Linked DNA regions of Ovis aries: region 1 is linked to region 2. Evidence: chromatin contacts called from public Hi-C data. All regions are on one chromosome and are shown on one strand. Each heading gives the region's core, a stretch centred on a gene start, on an enhancer-like site or on the middle of the called end of the contact. The rest is flanking DNA. Distances are from core to core; before and after follow the strand shown.

The links. A called contact is a pair of places that touch in the nucleus more often than the background predicts.
Region 1: a contact with region 2 is called in a Hi-C map of hypothalamus, with 2.6 times the contacts expected there. The contact joins the promoter of MRPS10 here to the promoter of TOMM6 in region 2. A contact is called at or near these places in 3 of 16 Hi-C or Micro-C datasets (blood, hypothalamus and liver).

Annotation. Positions count from the first base shown.
Region 1 is chr20:15,963,754-15,968,786 of ARS-UI_Ramb_v3.0, forward strand. MRPS10 (mitochondrial ribosomal protein S10) reads right to left here and starts at 3,512. Exons shown (of 7, transcript XM_060403635.1): 1 at 3,255-3,512; 2 at 673-746; 3 at 366-430; 4 at 206-275. The coding sequence starts at 3,360.
Region 2 is chr20:15,631,750-15,636,464 of ARS-UI_Ramb_v3.0, forward strand. It overlaps TOMM6 (translocase of outer mitochondrial membrane 6), which reads left to right and starts at 3,009. Exons shown (of 3, transcript XM_042237283.2): 1 at 3,009-3,170; 2 at 3,707-3,812. The coding sequence starts at 3,043. The coding sequence ends at 3,803. PRICKLE4 (prickle planar cell polarity protein 4) reads left to right here. Exons shown (of 7, transcript XM_042237280.2): 4 at 227-364; 5 at 654-857; 6 at 1,423-1,627; 7 at 2,100-2,894. The coding sequence ends at 2,473. It overlaps USP49 (ubiquitin specific peptidase 49), which reads right to left. Exons shown (of 7, transcript XM_060403180.1): 7 at 4,331-4,715.

The DNA of each region.
Region 1 (5,033 bases), core at 2,262-4,761, 330 kb after region 2:
TTAGCTCTTACCTTGACAGCCTGAAAGCGACCCTAAGCACTCAGGGACATCAGAGAATACTTTCCTCAGGCTCACTGTGCGCCTGCCAGTATTCTAGAACACATGTTTTTATTCATAAAGTCTTTGGGAAACAGCCTCAAATGAAATAAGGAGGAAAATTTATCGCTAATGTAGCTTCTTATGCCAAGAAATAGGGAGTGCATACCGTAGGCTTGGTCAAATCCTTGGGGACATCAACGTGTAGGTTTGAAAACTGTACCCACTTCATACTGGTGCTGCTATGTGTGGAAACAAAGAGAAATCTAAGTAAAACAGCATAAGAGTCTATTTTCTTATCAATTTAGCAAATCCAATTATATACTTACAGAAGAAAGCCATCGTTTTTGGCTATACTGCTCCTAGAACTGCTTACAGAAAAATTCCTTGAACCCTTAAAAGAAAGGGAGATGTGTATTAGAATTGAAGTCAATTTCCAAACCAGTCATTGTTTCCATTAAAACCCAAAAGAATGCTTCAAACAACAGGTTTTCTCTTTATTTTAGATGAAGATATTGGGGTAACTGGGGCTTCCCAAATAGCGTAATGCAAAGAGTCCACCTGCCAATGCAGGAGATCCTTGGGTCGGGAAAATCCCCTGGAAAAGGAAATAACAACCCACTTAAATATTCTTGCCTGGAAAATCCCATGGACAGAGGAGTCTGGCGGCCTACAGTTCATGAGGTGACAAAAGAGACACGACATAGGAACTAAACAAACAAAACAAACAATTAGGGTAACTAAACTGTCAAATTAGGCTTCATTAAGAAAAAAAATAGATGACAATAGTTGATAACAGAGCTGATAATCAAAAAGGACTCTCAAAATACCACAGGCTATATCTTTTAAAGCTCAGGAGCAGGAATTTTTTAAAAACAAGCAATTCTCAAGTGAATAGCTATGAATTACATATGTGGATATTAAGGAAGAAAACATGTGACTTCATTTGACCATTATTTTTTACAGACTAAATGTATTTCAATATAATACATATTTTACTTAAATATTTTTGAGCATTAAGAAAAAATGTCTTTATAATTTATTGGGCTGGAATAAGAATTCTAACAGAGAAGCCTGGTAGGCTGCAGTCCATGGGGTCACTAAGAGTTGGATATGACTGAGCGACTTCACTTTCACTTTTCACTTTCACGCACTGGAGAAGGAATGGCAACCCACTGCAGTGTTCTTGCCTGGAGAATCCCAGGGACGGGGGAGCCTGGTGGGCTGCTGTCTATGGGGTCACACAGAGTCAGACACGACTGAATGACTTAGCATCTTAGCATCAAGAATTCTAAAGTACTCTTGAAGCTTTCATCCTTTTCCAGCATATTTATTTCTTGCTTTGGCTGGGATAACTAGCTTATAAGTAACTAGCTATAACAACTAGCTTATAAATAAACTGAAATACACATTGGAATTTACACCCATCTTCTATCACTACTGTGCCTCATACTGCAACAATCCAGCCTTCCCAAATCCTTTATTATCAGCTCCCCCTGGTGGAACAAAACTTCCGGTTGTAGGACATCTTATCTTACTGTATGTAACACATAATCTGACACTTGCCTTTTTTTTTCCCCTAAGCTTTCCTGAGATTTAAAAGTGCAACCTGAGAAACTGGAAGCTTAACAGATCCTTAAAAACACTTCAAAGTTGAGAATACCAGTTTAGTACAAACAAAATTAAAACAATGGAGGGTCACCTAAGTTGTTAAGAATGCCTATTTGTAGCTGTCTTTACCGAACAAGGAGGCAAATCAAAACTTTCATAGTCTCCCTTGGATAAAGGGGGAAAAACAAAACAGGAAATCAAGCACAATACCACAAGCTGGTAAGAGGTACAGGCCTTTCTGCACACATACTCACAGAGAAAACTGCCTCCCATGTCTGTGGGCCAATAAGCCCACAATCCAGTTGTGCTGAAGGACCACAGGTCTAAGGAATATGACACTTCTGTTCTTAAAATCTCAAGCCTAAACTGCTATTACATCCACAAATGAACCTTAAGAAGTTCTTACCTTTTCTTTCCTTTCTGTTTCTGAGGGAGTGGAGACTCTGCTCTGAGTAAATGTGTCTTAAAAATAATTCAAAATTTCAACCTCTAACGCTACCTGACTTAAGGACAGTGGTTCTCAAAGTGTGGTCTAAGAACCTCTGAGGGACTTCTGAGACACTTTGAGAGGCAGCTCCCGAGGCTAAACTTATTTTTTATAATAACAGTAAGATGGTATTTTCAACTTTTCCACTCTAGTCTCGCACCAAAGTACAGTGAAGTTTTCCAGAGACTGTATGACCTCTGACATAGTAAGAGACTGCAGAAGCAGCTAGAGAAGCTGTTTTCTACTAAGCCAGACATTAAAGAGGTTTGCAAAAACATAAAACATGCCACTCCTCTCTCTCAATTTGTTTTGGAAAACCTAGTTGCTTTTCATAAAATTGCTAATTATGTTAACATATAATGAGTTTTAGTATTTTTAATTAAGGATTTTTAAGATTCTAGGTTGTATTTTCTAATAAGCTAAAAAATCGATAGCTTAAAAAACACAAAACTCAAAGCTCTTTGGAGTCCTTAACTATTTAAAAAAAGAAAACACTTTCTATTGTATGGGGTGTAGCCGATTAACAATGTTGTGACAGTTCAGGTAACACTGAAGGGACGCAGCTATATACATTAGGAGAGAATGTATCCATTCTCCTGAAGAGTAGAGGAGCGCTGAAGCCAAATAAGAACCGCTGCTTGAATTTTTTGCTTTTTCTCCAAAAAACCCAGCAGAGGATACTTAGCCCACTCCTCTGACTTCAGCGACTGTCATTTGAGTCTCAGAAACCTGGGTATCAGGAAGGTATCTCAATCTGATTCCGTGAGAAGCGTCTAAACTCTCAAGCTACCAAATTTTCGCGAGGTGTAGCTTCCCGACTTCTCTGAGCCTATTTCGCAAACGTGAAAGGCGGGGTCTGCAACATTTGTTGTCCAATATCCTTTCCACTTCTGATAGTCTACTCTTCTTCTCGTTCCTGTCTTTGCCCTGACTCATTAACTTCTGTTTTATCCTGAGAGAATTAGAGATAAAATCAGCCCTTTTCTCGCCACCTTCTTCCAAACAGCGGGTCAAGGTGCGAAATAAATATCGCGGAAGATGGGAAGAATGACAAGTGGCAATCAGACGTAATGGTAACTGTCCCTGTTAGGCCGCCTAATCCGCGTAGCGCGCTCCTTACCTGCCAGAGACGCCGGCCCAGGGCCCCAAACACAGCTCGCGCCGCCATCTTGCCGTTCCTGCTCCCCCGGATTGCCTCCGGGGTCACAGAAGCGTCCTCTGACCATAGAGTTCCGCAGAAGGAGAGAGTGTATCCTTGTGTTCCGGCACAGGAACAACCATAGAGACGTGGTTCCACGCTCTCTTAGAGTGAACACAGCCGGCTTCCTTCAGGTCCTAACCTGGCCCGTCCGCCTTTTTATAGCTTCAGCTTGTATCTAGGTAGTTAGCGACTTCCGTCAGCGCTTTCCTCTTGAAATCATTTGTGCTTTGCAGTTCCTGTTTTGTTGGAGGTAAACATAACCACACGCTTGGAACAAATATAACTAATGTATTGACAGTGGTTATCTCTGAGTTGATGGTTGATTGATAGTTGATTTTTCTATTATAACGGAGCAAAGTGCCTGTGGCTCGCAAAAAAAACCCAGACTGACAGTGGGAGTTTGCAGGGAGTAAGGATTTATTGCAGAGCGCCAGGCAAGGGAGCATGAGCCAAGCCTCAGATCCACTCCATGTTTGTCTTTGAGTTAGGGTTTTCTTGTCTGTTTGTTTTTTAAAATAACCAAGAGGCTAGGTTTAATCGTCTTTTGAGTCATAGTTTTGAGAGTCAGAATGTCTCTGGTTTAGGATTCAGGTGGTCCACGATTTGGGGTCTGATACTCACCTTGCCCTGGAGAAACAATCTGCGTTTGTAACTTAGAGGTGAGAGTTGTAACAGCGATAGCCTTGGCAGGCTGCCCAGTGTCCTTTTCAGAATCAAGCTCCCTCTTTCAGTTGTGACATTCAAAGTTGGCTGGTCCCTCTTAGCCAGTGGAGTTTTCCTAGAGCTCTCCAACTCTTGCTGCTTCTAAAGCATCAGTCTCTCTTCTGGGATGGCTCCTCAACCTGCCTCTGCTGCCTTGAACAAGCTGAGTGAAGGTTCTGCAGCAGCTGATGATGGTGACATTACAGCCTGCAAACAACATTTCCCTATGTTACCTAACTGGATCCTCACAAGATGACGTACATTTTACCCGAATTTAATAAGTGAGGAAACTGAGGCTCAGAGATGAAATGACTCAGAGTCATGTGGTGAATTAGTTACAGCTGAACCAATAACCAGCTTCAACATCCTAGTTCAATGCCTTTCCCACCGCTGCGGCACCCCTGGAGTTGACTCTGTGACAAAGTCCAGTTCTACTTAAGTCTCTAGGATGTGAGGCATAGAGGTCCCTGCTTCCCTGTGCTCCTGCAAGGAAGGAGTTTATTTTTTATTTTTAAAGACTGAGATGGCCTTTCCTACTCCTGAAACTGGAAACGTGGCCTCAAAACAGCCTTGGGAACTGGATGCCCTCTCCACCCCTCTGGCCAAATATGGTCTCTTTATGGATGGCCTTTGCTTACAAATTGTGTCTGCTCCCTCAGATTTCCGCCTTGCACATGACTGCTGCTTGCCGCTTTGGCTCACCAAGTTTCTCCATTCATACTCTAAAATGTGGGAATTGGATTTGGCCCCCTTGTTTTCCAGGGCTAAACTGTGTCATCAAACAGACTGTGGCCCTAATAACTTTTGGTCAGGTGCCAGCCCTGTACCAATTAGCTGGGGGCAATGTGGGAGTCATTGTGTGGGGCCATCTGGGGTTTTGCCAACAGTGGGGTTGTGGACAGGGTCTTTTGGTATGGTGTGTGGGCATAGACAGTGCAGGGTTTTTGTTTTGACACATTAAAGTTCTTAGTTTATTAGCATGGACAGTGTTCTGAA
Region 2 (4,715 bases), core at 1,759-4,258:
GGCCATCAGGACCTGAGTGATCACCACTCCTTGGGGAATGAGACACATGTGGATGTACTCCACCTCTCCTCCCTCTCCTCAGTGCTCATCTGTGCTGTTATTTCCTGCAGCTCCTTGAGGTTTTACAGTCTGTCTTTGACCAAACAACTAAACCTCCTCTCTCTAGTCAAACTTCAATCTTACCTGCTGGGGCTCTCCCAGTTACAGTGGACGCCTGTTTCTGCAGGATTGCTACTGCCTGGCCCTTGGGGAGGAGGAGCTGGCTGAGCTGCGGCTCTTCTGTGCCCAATGAAGGCGGGAGGCCCTGGGACAGGGGGTGGCCTGCCTGGTACCTCTCAAACTTGAAGAATGCACCTGTGAAAATGTATGTAACACCTGACCTGGCCACCATATTCCCCTTCCTCCTCTCTTTGCCCTCTCACTGTTGCAGAAGGGGATGGCTTTGGGGACTCCGAAGAGGAAAAGAGGTTTGGGGATTGAGTTTGGCAACATTCAGGAAAAAGGGAAACCAAATGTAGGGGTTCTTGGTGGAGCCTGCAGTGGAGGTGGGTTTGCCAGAGGTGTGGGAAGAACAGTTAGGTTGGGGTTGGGATGGAAGAGCCTGGAGACTGGCATATGCAGCCTGTGACCAGCCCAGCACCCACGCCCCGCAGTGCAGGGAGCCGCTGAGGCCAGGGGAGTACGGAGTGTTCACAGCTCGGGCAGGAGAGCGGCGCTGCTGGCACCGGGCTTGCTTTGCCTGCCAGGCCTGTGGCCAGGCCCTGATCAACCTCATCTACTTCTACCACGATGGGCGTCTTTACTGTGGCCGTCATCACGCAGAGCTGTTGCGGCCGCGCTGCCCGGCTTGTGACCAGGTACAACCTTGAAGGGAGGGGCTGGAGGGGGTCTGCCCAGGGTTGAGTGGCAGGGTGCAAAGGGACGCCTCTTTCAGTACCACGGAGTGGGGTACAGAGAACTGGAAATCAGTCTGGGACTTCTGTATTCACCTTGCTCTGACTTTTGAGCTCTGGGTACCTGGGGCCCGTTGCCTTTGTGCCCTTCCCCACCGTAAGCAGAGTCCCCCCAATTTTCATGGACTCAATTTCTCCAGAGCAGGGACTCTAGGACAGACGATCATCTCAGTATGCTAGTGCTGTTCCTGCTCCAGCGAGGAACTCGTTCAGTGTCTGCACAAGAGGCAGTATGGAAACCTGGAATGGGCGTCCAGGCGACCCGGGTCGCACTTCTTCAGGATGTGCCACCTGCTAGCTGGGGGATCCTGGCTAATCCAATCAGCCCTCCCCGCGTCTGAGAGTGTTTGAGTAGATCAAATGGGAATGTCTGTAGACGTGCTTCAGCGTCAACTGGGTATAAGGCGTGGTTATTGGATGAATGAATGAGTGAATGAATGAATGAACCGTCCCCCTCTCCCTCTCTCAGCTGATTTTCTCCCAGCGCTGCACCGAGGCCGAGGGACAGCGCTGGCACGAAAATCACTTCTGCTGCCAGGACTGCGCCGGGCCCTTGGGCGGGGGACGTTATGCCCTGCCGGGGGGCGGCCCCTGCTGCCCCAGCTGCTTTGAGCGTCGCTATTCGGATGCGGGTTCGAGTCCGGCCCCGACACTGGAAAGCAGGGCGTCCCCGGGTAAGGGAGGAGAAGGTTAAGATCAAAGGGGAAGGGGGCAGCGGCTCGGGCTGGGCTGAGGGGGGTGGTTCTCCCGGGCTGGGACCCTCACCCCGGTCCCACGCCGTCCCGCCCCTCCAGCAGCGCCCCCGCCCCGCCCCCCGCCCCCCCAGACCCGAGCTTCGGGGCCCGCAGCTCTCACCGCGCGTCCCTGGCCGGCGCGCTCCGAGGGCCTCCAGAACCCACCCCGCGCCGCCGTTGGGGCTGCGGCGCGGGACTCGCTCCTGGGCTGGGGCCGCGGCCGCCCTCTGCTGGGCGGAGGCGGGGAGGGGCGGGAGCCTGGAGCGGACCCACGGCGGCGGCGCGCACGGCTCGGGGCGGAGCGGGAGGTTGGGCCCGGACTGGGACTGGCTTCTGGCCGCTGCCCCGCCCGAATCTGGGAGAAAGAGACTCGCGGCTCTGAGATGGGCGTTTCTGACCCCGCCCGGAACAGGAGAGGAGGGGCTCTGCAGAGTTGGAGACCGGGACTGCGCCCAGCCGAATGCTGCGACCATCTCCCGGGCAACCCTTCTCGCCACTGCCGTCAGCTCTAGTCTGGAAACCCGGATTGGGATTCTTGGATCCAGCGCGGAGCAGGAGTATCGAACTGGAGACCAGACGGAGGCACGCCAAGGGCAAGCGCAGGGCCGCCTAGAGACGCCCCTTGATCCCAAGAAGGACGCTCCCTGCCCCACCTGCTCCTCTTCCTCTGAATCGGAACCCGAAGGCTTTTTCTTAGGCCATCGCCTTCCTCGGCCCTGGGAGACCCCGGCCCCTCTCCGAACTGGGGACAGCGACACCTCCAGGAGGCACTGTACCATTTGCTAGTGGCGCAGCCTGGAGAAAGGGGAATTGGGGGGTTGCGATATGTAAGGCGAGAGAGCGAGGCTCTCTTACCCCTCTAAGTCCTAGACTGAATCAGGACCACGTCTGGGGAGGGGCGGCGAGATGACAGGTTTGACTGCCTCCTTTCAGCCCGCGCACTTTATGACTCTTCCTGGAGACTTGGAGAAGCCCATTCCTCAAAGCTACGCATCCCCCGCTGAGTGCCCCTGCCCCACACCCACAGGCCGGGCGGCCCCATCCCCAGCGTTCTCCTCCCGAACCAATGAAGTTGGTTCGGAGAACACCTGGACTGTGAGCCGGTGCGCCGGCCGAAGGCCAGGACGGAGCTGGAAGTGGAACCCGACCAGGGAGACTGGAGCACGGCGGCGCTCCACCCCTGGCCGAGGTGGCGGACGCGCACCCGGGAAGTTCTGCAGGCGCCTGTCGATGCGCGAGCCGCTGTGCCCTCTGTTGGCCAGTGGCCCGCGGAAGTGTGAGGCCGGAAGTTGCGTAATCTGTCGGCGCCCGCCCGGTGCGTGGCGAGCGTTCGTACAGAGCGCTGAGGTGCTGCTATGGCTTCCAGTGGGGCCGGCGTGACCGCTGCGGGCTCAGCAAATGAAGCTCCCGAAATTCCAGACAACGTGGGGGACTGGCTTCGGGGCGTCTACCGCTTCGCCACCGACAGGAATGACTTCCGGAGGTAACCGAGGCCCGGGGGCTCGGTCCCTCTCCGGCCCTTCGCGCGCGTTATGCGTACCCCCTGGATTTCCCTTCCTTGAACTGGTTCCTCCAGATTTTTTTACATCACCCACATCTTGGCCTCTTTGTGGCTCTGGCTGTGCTTTGCTGAGGTCCTTGATCGGGAGGATTTCCGTGCTGCCGAAGCGCTCTTTTCAGTCACCAGGCTCTGTCTAGAGAAGCTATGCTCACGGGGACCCTGGGGGAGGGGGCTGCAACAAACAGGCTTTTTGGCTCTGGACAAGTGCTTAATTGGCCTTTGCGTTTGACCCTGCTCTCATTAGACGTAGAAACGAACCTTAAATAACCATGTGGTCTTGGGCAACCTATTATGTACCGATCAGTGCTCATGCGATTCTGAAGTGCTTCTGCCTCAGGAGGGGACGGCTTCCTCCAGTGTGTGATTATGGGAACCGGCCCCCCCCCCCACAAGTCTCTCGTTAACCAGACACGTGACTCAGTGACCACAGGGTTAATAGGATGCGTTCCTTTTTCCAGGAACTTGATTCTCAATTTGGGACTCTTTGCTGCTGGAGTTTGGCTGGCCAGAAATTTGAGTGACATTGACCTAATGGCACCTCAGCCTGGGGTCTAGCCTGTGTAGGTAAGCACTAACCACTGTTCTTTCAGAAGTCCTAGAGGCTGGGAGAAGAAATAACTTAGATCACCTGTTCACAGACTAATAGGAAAGAGACTTGACAAAAGACCCTTGGCTGTTCCTAGTTAGATAAGTTTCCAGATGTTGCAAGGGATTTAGCAATTTTTACTCCAGTAATTTTACCTTTCTAATGCCACCTGTTGTCTGATTGCAGACACATGGAATCCCTGTGCTGTACTCGACCCCTTCAAAAACAGCCTCCAATCTGTGACCATCACCAGACTTGCCCTGATGGCGGCTGAAGTTTGTCAGATGGCACCTTCCCTTCCCTGCCCGACTTCCTTTTCTTTGCCGAGTCCACTCAGGACACCCTTCTCTGCTCAACAGGCAGGCTTCAGCTAAAGTATTGTCTTCTGTTCTGTAAAATGCTGTACATAGTTCCTAAGTTTCTGCAGGGGCTGATCTTGGCTCTTGTCCTGAGGAATAATCTAATGGTATTTTAACAAATAAAGCGTGTACACAAAGATATTTTATTCTTTTAATAAGAAAACTTCAGCTTACAAAAACAAGGTGTAAAAAGTCAAGATTTACAAAAATCATAAAAACATGATTTATATTTCACACTCGAGAGAGACAGGAACAAGTCCCAAACATGGATTTTAACAGATGGTTTGTTTCATAGTAAAAGAAAAAAAGAAATGGAAACTGTAGCCACCATACAGTGATGTTAGCATAGGTAATAGCTTATTCTTGAGGAATTTCCATTTTTGAGCAGTACTATGGGAAGAAGCCATTTGGTGTTGCATAGCATTTTAGTGCACCAGGTGGGTTTTCCAGGCACCAGGGAGGCATTGTTGCTATAATACAGTGGGATTCGAGGGCAGTAATGTGCAGGTGGAGGCAAGGTGT